Regions from separate parts of the Sus scrofa genome. Here all the other regions are linked to region 3. Evidence: chromatin contacts called from public HiChIP or PLAC-seq data. All regions are on one chromosome and are shown on one strand. Each heading gives the region's core, a stretch centred on a gene start, on an enhancer-like site or on the middle of the called end of the contact. The rest is flanking DNA. Distances are from core to core; before and after follow the strand shown.

Region 1 (4,078 bases), core at 58-2,557, 80 kb after region 3:
ATGCCTGAAAAGCTTAGAAGTGGCAGAAATGGGGAAATAGGGACCATATTCAAGGCATAATTTGCTATCATGATTTTTAAAATCATTTAAATTCAAAAAAGAAAAATTTGGGAGTTCCCGGCGTGGCGCAGAGGAAACAAATCTGACTAGGAACCATGAGGTTGTGGATTCGATCCCTGGCCTCGCTCAGTGGTTAAGGATCTGGCATTGCTGTGAGCTGTGGTGTAGGTCGCAGATGTGGGTCCTAGATGCCGCTCGGATCCCGAGTTGCTGTGGCTGTGGTGTAGGCCGGTAGCTACAGCTCTGATTGGACCCCTAGCTTGGCAACCTCCATATGCTGTGGTGCGGCCCTAAAAAGCAAAAAAAAAAAAAAGAGGAAAAAGGAAAAAACGAAAAAATGCAGGTAAAAGATATCACGATTAGCTTACTTTTTAATAAGCAAGAAATGATTAAATTCTACTTCCTAGATTAAAACATTTTTTAAAATTTGCTTTCCATACTTCTTTGAAGTGGAATCTGATTTTCAGTAGCTTGTGGTGGAAGTGTGGGAAGAGGGGCATCTGTAACTCCATTTTACTTTATTTTGTTTTTTGGGCCACGCTCTTGGCATGCAGAAGTTCCTGGGCCCGGATTGAACCCGAGCTACAGCAGTGACTTGAGCCACAGCAGTGACAACAGAATCCTTAACCACTAGGCCACCAGGGAAAGCCCCATTTTCCTCTTAAAAGCTGCTGGTGCAGCTCCCCTCTCATTTCCTTGGGCTTTCAAGCCTGAGCCCCTTCTTTGCAGCCTTTAGCTTCTCTCTATGTGTGGTCGCTCTTGGCCTTTGGAAGGGCTCAGAAATAGGACCCAGCAGGGGGTCTGGCTTTGACTCTCCCTCCCAGTGAGGCTGGGCCAGGTAGCAGACTGGTGGGCCTGATGACAAACACCCAGCCTGCTGGCCTTGGGCCTGGACCCGAGGCAGAGCTTGCAGGTGGGGCCATGACGTCAACCTCTCTCCTCTGCTCTCCCACCTGCTGTTTTTGACTCGAGTTGTCATTCGGATAAGCTTTGCTTTTTGGCACCAACCTAGAGTTTGTTTGAGTCACAGCATTATTCACGTCAGCTACCTTTCACTTGCTCTGCATATAGCAGCCGCTGGGAAGGGAAATTTAAGGGCCTTCTGTCAGTTTCCAAGTGCAAAGCAGATATTTCATGTTTTCCTTTGAGAAATACTGATTTATCACATGTGCTTCCCATGAGCTGGACCTCGGCAGGCTCTGCGGGGGCGGGGTATCCTTCAGCTCTTGGGCCCTGATGGTGGAGAAGCAGTTTGACCTGTGGTGATGGAGCGTGTTAGCTTTTGTTTTGGCCCAGTCTTTCAGTTCTGTTTTCTAATCTTCAAAATGGGAAGTTACTCCAGCTGTTTTTCTTGGAAGTAGTGTGGCAGAATGGAAAACCCTCACAGGTCAAGGTCTTTCACATCAGACCCAAGTTTGAATTCTCTGCCGCCACTTACTGGCGTTGACTTGAACAAGTTCCTCAGTTTCCCTGAATGTCTTTCCTCCGTGGTAAAGTGGGGTATACCAGCTACTCTGCCGGATGGTTTTGGAGTTCAAATGAGATCATGGATATGAACTAAAAAGACCTGATTACTAGTAATACTTGAGGTCCTGATTTTTAAAGGTATATACCATGTGGTATTTCTGAAAGGGCACTTGGGAGTTTGTTATTTGTTACTAGTGGTGAAGCTTAATATAACATTTCTCCATCAGCCTCTTTGGGGTTTTGTTTTGGGGGGAGACTCCTTGAAGCGATTGTTTTCCCATTTGGTGGTTGGTTTGGTTAGCTTCTAAAGCTCTGATTAAAGGGTAAGACTTTGGTTCTTAAAAGCACATTTTCCTATCCCTTGATTTTGCACACATAAAAGAAATTGAGTCTAAAGGAATAAGAATGTACTTCTCTTTTTAGAAATACAGCCTTCCCTCAGTATTTACAACGGTATTGGTTCTAGGATCCCCTTGGATACCAGGCCCAAATCTCTTGTATAAAACGGCACAGTGTTTGCGTAAACCTACTTACATCCTCCCTTATACCTCAAATCATCTCTAGGTTATTTATAATAATTCCTAACACAATGCAAATGCTATGTAAACAGTTGCCACTATTTACAAATTCAAGTTTTGCTTTTTGAAACTTCCTAGATTTTTTCCCCCTGAATGTTTTTGGTCCATGATTGGTTGACTCTGTGGATGCAGAACTTGTGGGTTTGCAGGCCAACTGTACCACCCTTTGCCTCCACCCCACCCACCACCGCCTCAAAGGCCAAATGATGTAAACTCCATTAAGGAATAAAGCTGTTGGGGTTGTGCTACGAGTGCAAATTCTTCTTGAGCTGATTTGATGCTAACCTCCCTAGGCTTCATCTTTACTCAGTGGGTCTTTATTGACCTGGTGTATCTAAGAATTGTTTTTGCTAAAGTACATTTTGGTGTTAAGTCCCATCAGGCACCTGGAGAAATTAAGAAGTTGCAGGTGCTTTTCCTGGGAGCAGAGAGAGTTTTCATGAGCCTTTATCTTCCTCTTTAACATATGAAGCCTCTCCTGTTTCAGCAAGTCGGCATAAACTAGTCCAAATGTAAGGTGGAACTATTAACATTGTTCGCTTACCTTCTTTTAAAACAATTTTAACTTGGTTTGATTATCATAGAATGAGCACTGGTCAGTTTAGTTTCATAGGACTGTTTTCCATACACTTAAAAATAATCCGCAGTTGTAGAGCTGGAGGAGACCTAGAAGTTATCTAGACCAGCTGTCTCCACATGCTGATCAACTTGTTGTGTCAGCATCACCCAGCAAACTTTTATAACACTTTTTATCATGAAAAAATTTCCAGCTTACAAAAAGTTGCAAGGATAATACAGTGAACACTTCTTGATTCACCAGCTGCTAACGTCCTGTCACACTGCGTGTACTCACACCACTCCTTTCCGTGAGCACATGTTCTCTCATGTGTATATGTATATGACAACACAGAATCCTTCATCACCTAACTGCCAGGCCACCAGAGAGTTCCAAGAGCGATGTTCTGTCCCTCCTTTTTAGTGCATCACATCACAGGGCTCGTGATGTCGGCTCCTTTCATTCTCTTTTGCTTTTTTAGGGCTGCACCTGCGGCATATGGAGCTTCCCAGGCTAGGGGTCAAATTGGAGCTGCAGCTGCCGGCCTACACCACAGCCACAGCAACGCCAGATCCAAGCCTCATCCTCGACCTACACCACAGCTCACGGCAATCCTTAACTCACTGAGTGAAGCCAGGGATTGAACCCTTGTCCTCATGATATTGGTCGGATTCTTGACCTGCTGAGCCACAACAGGAACTCCAGTTTGTTTCATTCTTGATGATAATGATGATGAATGATTGCTTGGTTAAGTTGGTGTCTGCTAGATTGGTAACCTTTTTAATAATAGTTTTCCTGGAATTCCCTTGTTGTTAAGTGTCCCCTGGCCCAAGAATTTCTGCTGGCCTCAGAGCCAGGGCCGGGGGAGGGGTGCGGGGGGAGAAAAAAGAAAGAACCACTAAGCTAACTTTGCACTAGAGCAGGAGTCCTCTTTTCTCACCTAAAAAGCGAGCCACCTACCCCGTATTTCCTTTGTCTGTCTGTTTCTCCTAGTAACAAACAGAATTACTGCTTGGCAGCCTTTCTGGATTCCACTGATTTTTGGTTTTATTCTTGGTTGACATCTGTTTTCCCAAACCTTGCATCTATTGGCCAGAGTTCTGCCTTCAGAGCTTTACAGAGTAAGTCTGACTCTTCGTCCACATGATGGACTTGGGTCTTATGCTTTTCCTGTATCTTCTAAATCTCAGTAGATCCACTTTGTCTGTTCCAATTTGGATGTATTTCTAGAGCCTATACACGGTTGCTGCAGAGAGCTACAGCCCCGCTGTCCCTAACTTAGATGTCTGCCAACAGTAGACAAGAGTGCAGTTAGGCTCTAATCCAGGCACTGGGAGGTAATGGTTTTGAATAGTTCCCAGAGGAGAAAGGCCATGGAAATGCGTCTAGATGGGTTTCTGCTGTGTGTGTGTGTGTA
Region 2 (3,725 bases), core at 1,202-3,701, 100 kb before region 3:
GAGAGAAAATAGGAAAAAAAATCAAAACATAATTCATGAATCGTTCCCCTTAAGAAGAAATCAACTCAGGCTGTTTGCACAAATGTGGGTTTCTAGCACTGGCACATTAAGGCCCAATTTTCCCAAATGTTCTTTATAGCTGGTTTGTCCAAACTAAGAACTAACCCTGGACCGTACACTACATCTGAACGTCATGTCTCTTAAAAATATTTTAATACAGAATGACTTTTTTTTTTCTTTTTTTTTGTCTTTGTTGTTGTTGCTATTTCTTGGGCCGCTCCCGCAGCATACGGAGGTTCCCAGGCTAGGGGTTGAATCGGAGCTGTAGCCACCGGCCTACGCCAGAGCCACAGCAACGCGGGATCCGAGCCGCGTCTGCAACCTACACCACAGCTCACGGCAACGCCGGATCCTTAACCCACTGAGCAAGGGCAGGAACCAAATCCGCAACCTCATGGTTCCTAGTCGGATTCGTTAACCACTGCGCCACGACGGGAACTCCCAGAATGACATTTTGATTTGAAGGAAAGAAGGCAGTTGTTCTGAAGAATGTCCCACAGAACAGAACAAGAATCTGTTTGCTGCTTTTTGCTTTCCTTTAGCTTGATCCTCTTGCTTATTGTATATATTTTATTAGATCCAAATCAAACATTTTTGGTAAGAATACATCATAGTTGATGATGTCTACTTAATGTTAGCCTCCTAGCAGGAGACACACAAAAATAATTGTCCTACATTAATAACGGTAAGATTTACCACTGTATTAGGATGGTGAAAGCCTGATAACTTCATTGTGAAGTTAATTTTTGTGGTACATTTAACCTTGTTGGAGCTCAGTTTCCTCATCTGAAATATGAATAAAAGCATTGTTAAATAGATTAAATTAATTAATGCATTTAAAGTGTGAATGAAAAATGTGGAAAATAATTGAGGCCATCAAGCCAGCAGCTACTACAGCTATCTCCAACTGTGCACCTTGAGGGGATTCAGGATGGAGAAAAGCATGATACTGGCTTTAGGTAGTAATGATTTCCTTGAGCCCAGACTCTTGCCTCTTCCCCTAAATAGAAAAGTGATAAACTCATTGAGATGTCTGGCTTTCTCTAGCTAACAATAATCTTTTGATGTTCTGACAATCTGGTTTTCGTTGTAAATCTGTATTTTCTGGCTCCTCCCTTACCTCTTCAGAGCAGTTCCTCAGAGCTGAGAGGCTGTCTTCCAGGCTTAAGTCCTCAGTTTTGTCCGCCAAGAAAAGCATAACTCTTAAATTTTAGGATGTCCTTTCCATTTTTTTTTCCATTTGACAAAGCACCCAAGAGATAGTAAATATTCAAATATTTATTATTCATTTTTATTAATTATTATTATATCATTATACTATTTATAATTATTATTTGAATATGGAGCAAAAGAAGCAAGAGTCCTCCCCCCTAGTTCCCAACATTATTTCCTCTTTTTTTTTTTGTCTTCTAGAGCAGCACTTGCGGCATATGGAGGCTCCTAGGCTAGGGGTCTAATCAGAGCTGTAGCCGCCCACCTACGCCAGAGCCACAGCAACGCGGGATCCGAGCTGCGTCTGCGGTCTACACCACAGCTCACTGCAGCGCCGGATTCTTAACCCACTGAAGGAGACCAGGGATCCAACACGCAACCTCATGGTTTCTAGTCGGATTAGTTAACCACTCAGCCACTATGGGAACACCCTCATGACTTTTATTAGGGAAGGTGATGTAGGTTAATGAGCAAAAGTCAGGTGCAGGTAATAATAAAACTATCTCTTAGTGGTTGTGCTTTTTGCACGTGCACCAAATTGGTTTACTGCAAAGTTCAGCAGTTTCAGTGGTCACCAACAGGGCCTCACCGGTGAGAATTATTCGTATTTTTCAGAAGAGGAAATTGAGGTTCAGAAAGACTAAATAATTCATGCACTCGAAAGCAGGGAAGGGACCTCAAACTTGGGATTCTATCACCTCTAGGGTTACTGACACGTATGTAAAACGACTTGTACCAGGCTTTCTTGCTTTAAGAAACCTGTTATTTCTCAGTTGTCACTTTCTCAGCAAGTTTTCTGTCTTATTTAAAGCCAAATGCCCCTCTTCCATGCTTCATCCCTCCCGCCATTGCATTTGGCTACATCTAACCCACCTCATACTGACTTTATTGTATAGCAGGCAATCATTAGATGACTCGAAAGGATGAAAAACATGTTTCCGGGAGTATCAACACTCTAGGGGACATGGGCGTGGCTTGAGCCTCAGGGAGCTACTTAGTACCGCCCCCCCTCCCGCCTTCCGGAAAGTTAAGGATAGGTAGGACAAACCCCGCCCCTAGCTTCACGCTGACGCAGGTGACGCCCACGCGGGCGTTTGGATTGGAGGACGGGAGGGATTTTTTGCAGTCGCTTTTGACTCATCGATTCTCTCGCGCGGGCGCCTACTGTGTGCGTCACTTCCGGGCGGCGCGGAACGGAATAGCCAACGGCCTGAAGAGCATCATGCCCAAGTGAGTGGGCCCCTGAATCTGGGGGTGTTCGCGTTCACAGTCGCTAAACGTGGCCCTCCCGGGAAGCGAAGAGCGGGTTCTGGCTCCTGGGGCCCCTGGGGGAACGAGGGGGTCTGGAGGAGGGCATCAGACCGGGAGCGCTAGATAGCCCTTTTTGAGAGCGGAGGTCGGCGCTGCCTAAGGCAACCAAAAAGCTTGGTTTGTGTCAGGACGTTTTGTTTGATGTCTTCGAATTTTAAATAGGTCTTTTACTTTATATTTTACCTACACGAACAGAACCTTAGTGAACAGGCCTTTATTAACTGGTTGTCGTCTTTTCTTTTTCCTACCTTTCTCCTCTTTCCAGGTTTTATTGTGACTACTGCGATACATACCTCACCCATGACTCTGTAAGTAGCGTTTTTGTTAACTTTCAGAGAACCAGATATGTTTGCCATTAGCAACAGCGTGGATGGACCCAGAGAGTATTATGCTTATTGAAATAAATCAGAGAAAGACAAATACACTGTGTTAGCACTTATATGTGGAATTAAAAAAATAATAGGGCGTCTTGGGAGCTCTGGGATGTAGGTTTGATCCACTGCCCAGCCCAGTGGGTTAAGGAGCTGGCGTTGCCGAAGCTGCAGCTTAGGTCGAAAATGCGGCTTGGATCTGTCCCTGGCTGGGGCACTTTATATACCTCGAGTTGGCTTAAATAAATAAATAATAAACAAGCCTCCTGGGAGCCTCATCTTCGACCTACACCACAGCTCATGTCAGTGCCAGATCCCTGACCCATTGAGTGAAGCCAGGGATTGAACCTGCATCCTCATGGATACTAGTCGAGTTCATTTCCACTGCACCACAAAGGGGATTCCGATAAATTAGATTTAAAAAAATTTTTGTAATTCGTGCTTTTTATTTTGATTGGAGAAAATACTTTGGGGTGTTTGTTTTTCCACTCTTCCTGTAACTCTTTTATAATTCAGAGTTATTAATTTTCCAGGAGTCAGTGTTTTCAGTGAAGACCCAGAACAATAAAGCTTTAATAAGTTTTTATTTATTTATTTATTTTGTCTTTTGTGTATCTAGGGCCACATCCGTGGCATACGGAGGTTCCCAGGCTAGGGGTAAGTAGGAGCTGTAGCTGCTGCCCTATGCCACAGCCATAGCAACTCGGGATCTGAGCGACCTACACCACAGCTCACGCCAACACTGGATCTTTAATCCACTGAGTGAGACCA
Region 3 (3,966 bases), core at 183-2,682:
GCATTATCCATCGCGGTCAGAAGGAGAGGGGAAAGGACATCGAGGGCTTAGGAGCTCGGGACCCCGCGCAGCACAGCAGCCCAGGAGCTCACTTCCTGTCGTCGCGTTGCGATGACGTCACCCACACCGCTCCTTAGAGGGGTCATTTACAGGCGCGTGTAGAGGACATCAGGGCTCCGTTTTGATTTGGTGGCGGTGGGGAGAGGGAAAATTGAGGGTACTGAACTCAGTTTGTGTATTTTCCACCCTGGGAAACCAGTATTTGTAAAGGACAGCTGCGCTTTTTACTGAAGGGCGTCTTTTTCCTTTCCGTCTTTCTAAAAACGCAATGTCAGTTAACTCTTGTCCTTCATTCTCTTTCCTCAGAAGAAATCTTGGGGACGGGAGGAAACTCAATTCCGTTGTACTCCCTGTGGCTACCGGGTAAACTCAGGCAGTACAATTGGACAGAGACGGCGGTCCTGTGTTTACATTGAATTGCCAGCATTTCTCTTTTGTTCCTCAAAAACGTAAAAAAAAAAGAAAAGTCCTATAGCTTGAACCGAATTTATCCAATTCCTTATTCACTCCACAACGATTGAGCGCCTACTTCGAGCCAGGAACAATGCTAGTACCAGAAACAAAAGACATAATCTCTACCCAGTTGAATGATTTTTCCAATTCCCCAGTACTCAAGGTCGGGGTCGGTTTCACACATTTGACTTTAATATCAGCTTGGTTAATGTCATCGAAAGAGGAAACATCCTACTGGGAGAGAAGCCTTCCCTTTGAATGTTTAGCTTTAACGAACCGTTTCAGAGTTGGGAGCATTAAGTGGGGATATTTTTGTTTTAAAAGTTCCCTCTCTTCCCTCATTGAAGTACGGAAGGGGGCATTTTATTCACCTCTGTATTACTAGGTTCCCACATCTATTACGTATTTAATTTATGCGTGCTGAATGAATGGACTTGGAAATGTAGATGCGCGTTGCCATATTTCTCTCTTTGTTTCTACATTGCCTGGATGAATTACCGTATTTCCTATCCTGCGAGCTCCCAAAACCTTTGAGGAAGAAGAACACGTCGGGAGGCGCGCACAGGTGGAGCGAATCTGTAGCTTCCCACTTGTACAGCAGGTGACCACACGACACCCTCCTCTCGCCCAGAGAGGACAATCTCGGCTCAACCAAGGCCACTTGGCGCAGACCCCAGCCACCTGTGTCCGCCCTCCGAGCCCCGCCCAGCTAGGTGGGCAAAGGGGCGGGGCGCAGGGGCGCGGTGACGCGTGACGCCGGATCCCGGAAGTGACGCGCTCCTGGGGGAAAAGGCGGGGGGAGGGGGTGGTGTCCCCGGCCGGTTTGGGGGGTGCGTTGCCCGGAGACGGAAAGTTTGGGAGCCAGAGCAGGCTCCGCGGCGGCCCCGGGGAGGAGGTCCGGGGGGCGGCGGCCCTGGGGATGGGGAAAGAGCAGGAGCTGCTGGAGGCCGCCCGCACCGGGCACCTCCCGGCCGTGGAGAAGCTGCTGTCCGGGAAGCGGCTCTCCTCAGGCTTCGGGGGTGGCGGCGGCGGTGGCGGCAGCTCCGGGGGCGGCAGCAGCGGCGGCGGCGGTCTAAGCTCCTCGAGCCATCCTCTGTCCAGTCTGCTCAGGTGAGTAACGCTCCGATACCCGGCAGCCGCCTGGAGATCCCCTTTCCCCCGCCCGTCTCCTGGGTCTCCAGAGAGATCGGGGCTCCAGAGACCCTAGCGGGGTGGGTTTGCGGGTTGCCCCAGGGCGAGGGCAGGCGGCCCAAGGGGCAGGGGGCACCGGTGCGGGTCCGCGCGGCTTCGGGTTCCTCTCATCTCGCCTCCTGACCCAGCTGCGAAGAATGGTGGGAGTGCCCAGGTGGCAGCCTCCGCCGCATGGCACAGCCCGGCTGCACCCTCGCCCGCTGGCGGGTGCCAGCTGTTGTATCTCACAAGCCACTTTAGAGGAAAAAAAAAAATGTGTTTTAAATCTCCCTCATCTCCTGCAGAAACTCCCACGCCTTGCAGAATCTCGCGGTTCCCCTGGAGGAAATTCTCTTGATTCCCTTCTTTTGGGAACTTGGAATCTTCCACCAGGCTCTGCAGGACGTGGCTTTTGTCGTTTATATTAAAATTGTCTTTGGGTTTATCAGGTTCAAAATGTTTTTCTTTCAGCCCCCTTTGTGCTTGGAGTTTAAAGTCTGGTTCCATGTAGCGAACCTCATTGGATTAGTCTGTTAAGTGGCATATGTAGTGTTCATCAAGGGGTCTATTCATCAAAAAATAAAGGTTTAGGAAAACTTGTTTAGGAAACTGAGGGGTGCTTTAAACTTTTCCAAGGACTGTTGTTAAACACTTGAATCTGGAGCTGTAAGGATTGAGAGAAAAAAAAGGTCACTTTTGTGCATCTTGAAGGGGGGATTGGAGGTGCCTTGTCACTGTGAGTAAAATGTGTTGTTTCAGCAGCACTTTCATAGCCTGTTTTCTTTTCCTTCCTTGTTCTTTTGAGGTTTCTAAGAAGTGGAAGTTCATTTAGAAATGGCTTGGTTTGCTTTTGTTCCACATTAGTTTATGTAACTTCAATTTGAGTGAGCTTGGACCAAAGAAGCCCAAGGCTCAAATAAATTGTTAGGTATTAAGCACTGAGTGCAAACCCAGGTCTACACAGGAAGATTTTAAAAAGCAGTTTAAGAGGAGAACTCTCCCAGGGAGTTCATTTTCTTTCTTCTTTTCTTTTCTTTTTCTTTCTTTTCTTTCTTTCTTTCTTTTTTTTGCTTTATTGGGGCCGCAGGTGCGTCATATGGAAATTCCTAGGTTAGGGGTGGAACCAGAGCTGCAGCTGCCGGCCTACACCACAGCCACAGCAACATGGGATCTGAGCTGCATCTGTGAACTATACCACAGTTTACAGCAACGCCAGATCCTTAACCCACTGAGGGAGGCTAGGGAATCAAACCTGCATCCTCATGGGTACTAGTAAAGTTTGTAAGCCCCTGAGCCACAATGGGAACTCACTCCCAGGGAGTTCTTCTGGGGAGACAAAACCCAGTACCATTTGCTACAGTTTTCCCAGCCCCTAGAACAATGCTGTCACATAGTTAGTACTCAGGATTTGTTGAATGAATAAATTAGTGATACATTTCTACATAACTGATGGTGGGACTCTGTTACTAGTTCAGAGAAGTGAGAAGTCACTTTGGGGTGAAATGGAGATCAGGGCTTCTAGGAAAGGGGCGGGGGGAGGGCACCAGCTGACTTTGAAGGATGTGAGGACTTGAATAGGTGAAGTACTGTGAGGGAACTCCAGGTGGGCACACCATGATCAGGTGCACTGAGGTGGGAAAGGAGACTTATTTGGTGCTAGTGGGTCACTGCCTGGAGCCGTAAGTGGTTGAGTGTGAGAAAAGAAAATAATAACGGATGAGGATCTTTGCACCTTTCAGAACGACTTGGTCTTTATGTTTATATTCCCTGTTCCTATAGCGGAGCCTGACACGATGTTTAGTACATGTACTTTGAATGCATAAATTGGGTTTTGAATCTTACCTGGGTTTCTTTGATATTTCTGCTCTTCTGATGTCTGAGAGAAGAGAGGAAGGTGGTGCCTGTCTCTAATGAGTTGAATGCTGTAGCATTTGGCAGTTTGCCCACGTTAACCCCCAGTACGTCCTGCTGATGTGAGAAACTTTCCCATCGCTCCTGCCTTCAGGTACAGGTCAAGTTACTGTCAGTGCTCCTGCTCAGAGATTGTTGAACTTCTGCTGAGGATTTAGCTGCCCTGTAGTTAATCAAGACTAGAAAATCTTTGCTTTTTGTGTTTTCACTTTGGGCCTCACGCTAGTATGTCCAGTCGCGGTTATAAGTATGGCTGGCATCTTCGCTCCCTTGTGGGAGAGAGCTGACTCCTGACTTGCTCCGGTATCTGTTGTAGAGATGGCAGATGGCCTTAGAGCTTCCCTGACCCCTCACTCCCGTGACTCCCAGGGG

The links. HiChIP or PLAC-seq counts read pairs in DNA pulled down with a chosen protein or histone mark.
Region 1: an H3K27ac HiChIP or PLAC-seq map of alveolar macrophages shows a contact between it and region 3. The contact joins the enhancer-like site here to the promoter of ANKS1A in region 3. A contact is called at or near these places in 1 of 5 promoter capture datasets (liver), 8 of 47 Hi-C or Micro-C datasets (alveolar macrophages, embryonic fibroblasts, fetal heart ventricle and 4 more) and 2 of 2 datasets of contacts at active chromatin or transcription factors (alveolar macrophages and skeletal muscle).
Region 2: a contact with region 3 is called in an H3K27ac HiChIP or PLAC-seq map of alveolar macrophages. The contact joins the promoter of SNRPC here to the promoter of ANKS1A in region 3. A contact is called at or near these places in 1 of 5 promoter capture datasets (fetal skeletal muscle), 4 of 47 Hi-C or Micro-C datasets (fetal liver, fetal skeletal muscle, heart right ventricle and 1 more) and 1 of 2 datasets of contacts at active chromatin or transcription factors (alveolar macrophages).

What each region holds. Positions count from the first base shown.
Region 1 is chr7:30,892,189-30,896,266 of Sscrofa11.1, forward strand. All of the region lies in intron 4 of ANKS1A (ankyrin repeat and sterile alpha motif domain containing 1A), which reads left to right. Among named protein-coding and RNA genes, the nearest start is that of ANKS1A, 81 kb to the left of the region's middle. Within about 2 kb of position 1,308, at least 2 of the 83 cell types and tissues checked have an H3K27ac peak or open chromatin away from gene starts, as enhancers often do. A contact at or near this core is called in alveolar macrophages, where this site is marked.
Region 2 is chr7:30,705,885-30,709,609 of Sscrofa11.1, forward strand. It overlaps SNRPC (small nuclear ribonucleoprotein polypeptide C), which reads left to right and starts at 2,452. Exons shown (of 6, transcript NM_001190203.1): 1 at 2,452-2,502; 2 at 2,849-2,891. The coding sequence starts at 2,495. LOC106507687 (a long non-coding RNA gene) reads right to left here and starts at 2,226. Exons shown (of 3, transcript XR_002345651.1): 1 at 2,157-2,226; 2 at 1,181-1,280.
Region 3 is chr7:30,811,659-30,815,624 of Sscrofa11.1, forward strand. ANKS1A (ankyrin repeat and sterile alpha motif domain containing 1A) reads left to right here and starts at 1,433. Exons shown (of 25, transcript NM_001246264.2): 1 at 1,433-1,623. The coding sequence starts at 1,433. It overlaps TAF11 (TATA-box binding protein associated factor 11), which reads right to left and starts at 110. Exons shown (of 5, transcript NM_001184894.1): 1 at 1-110. The coding sequence starts at 11.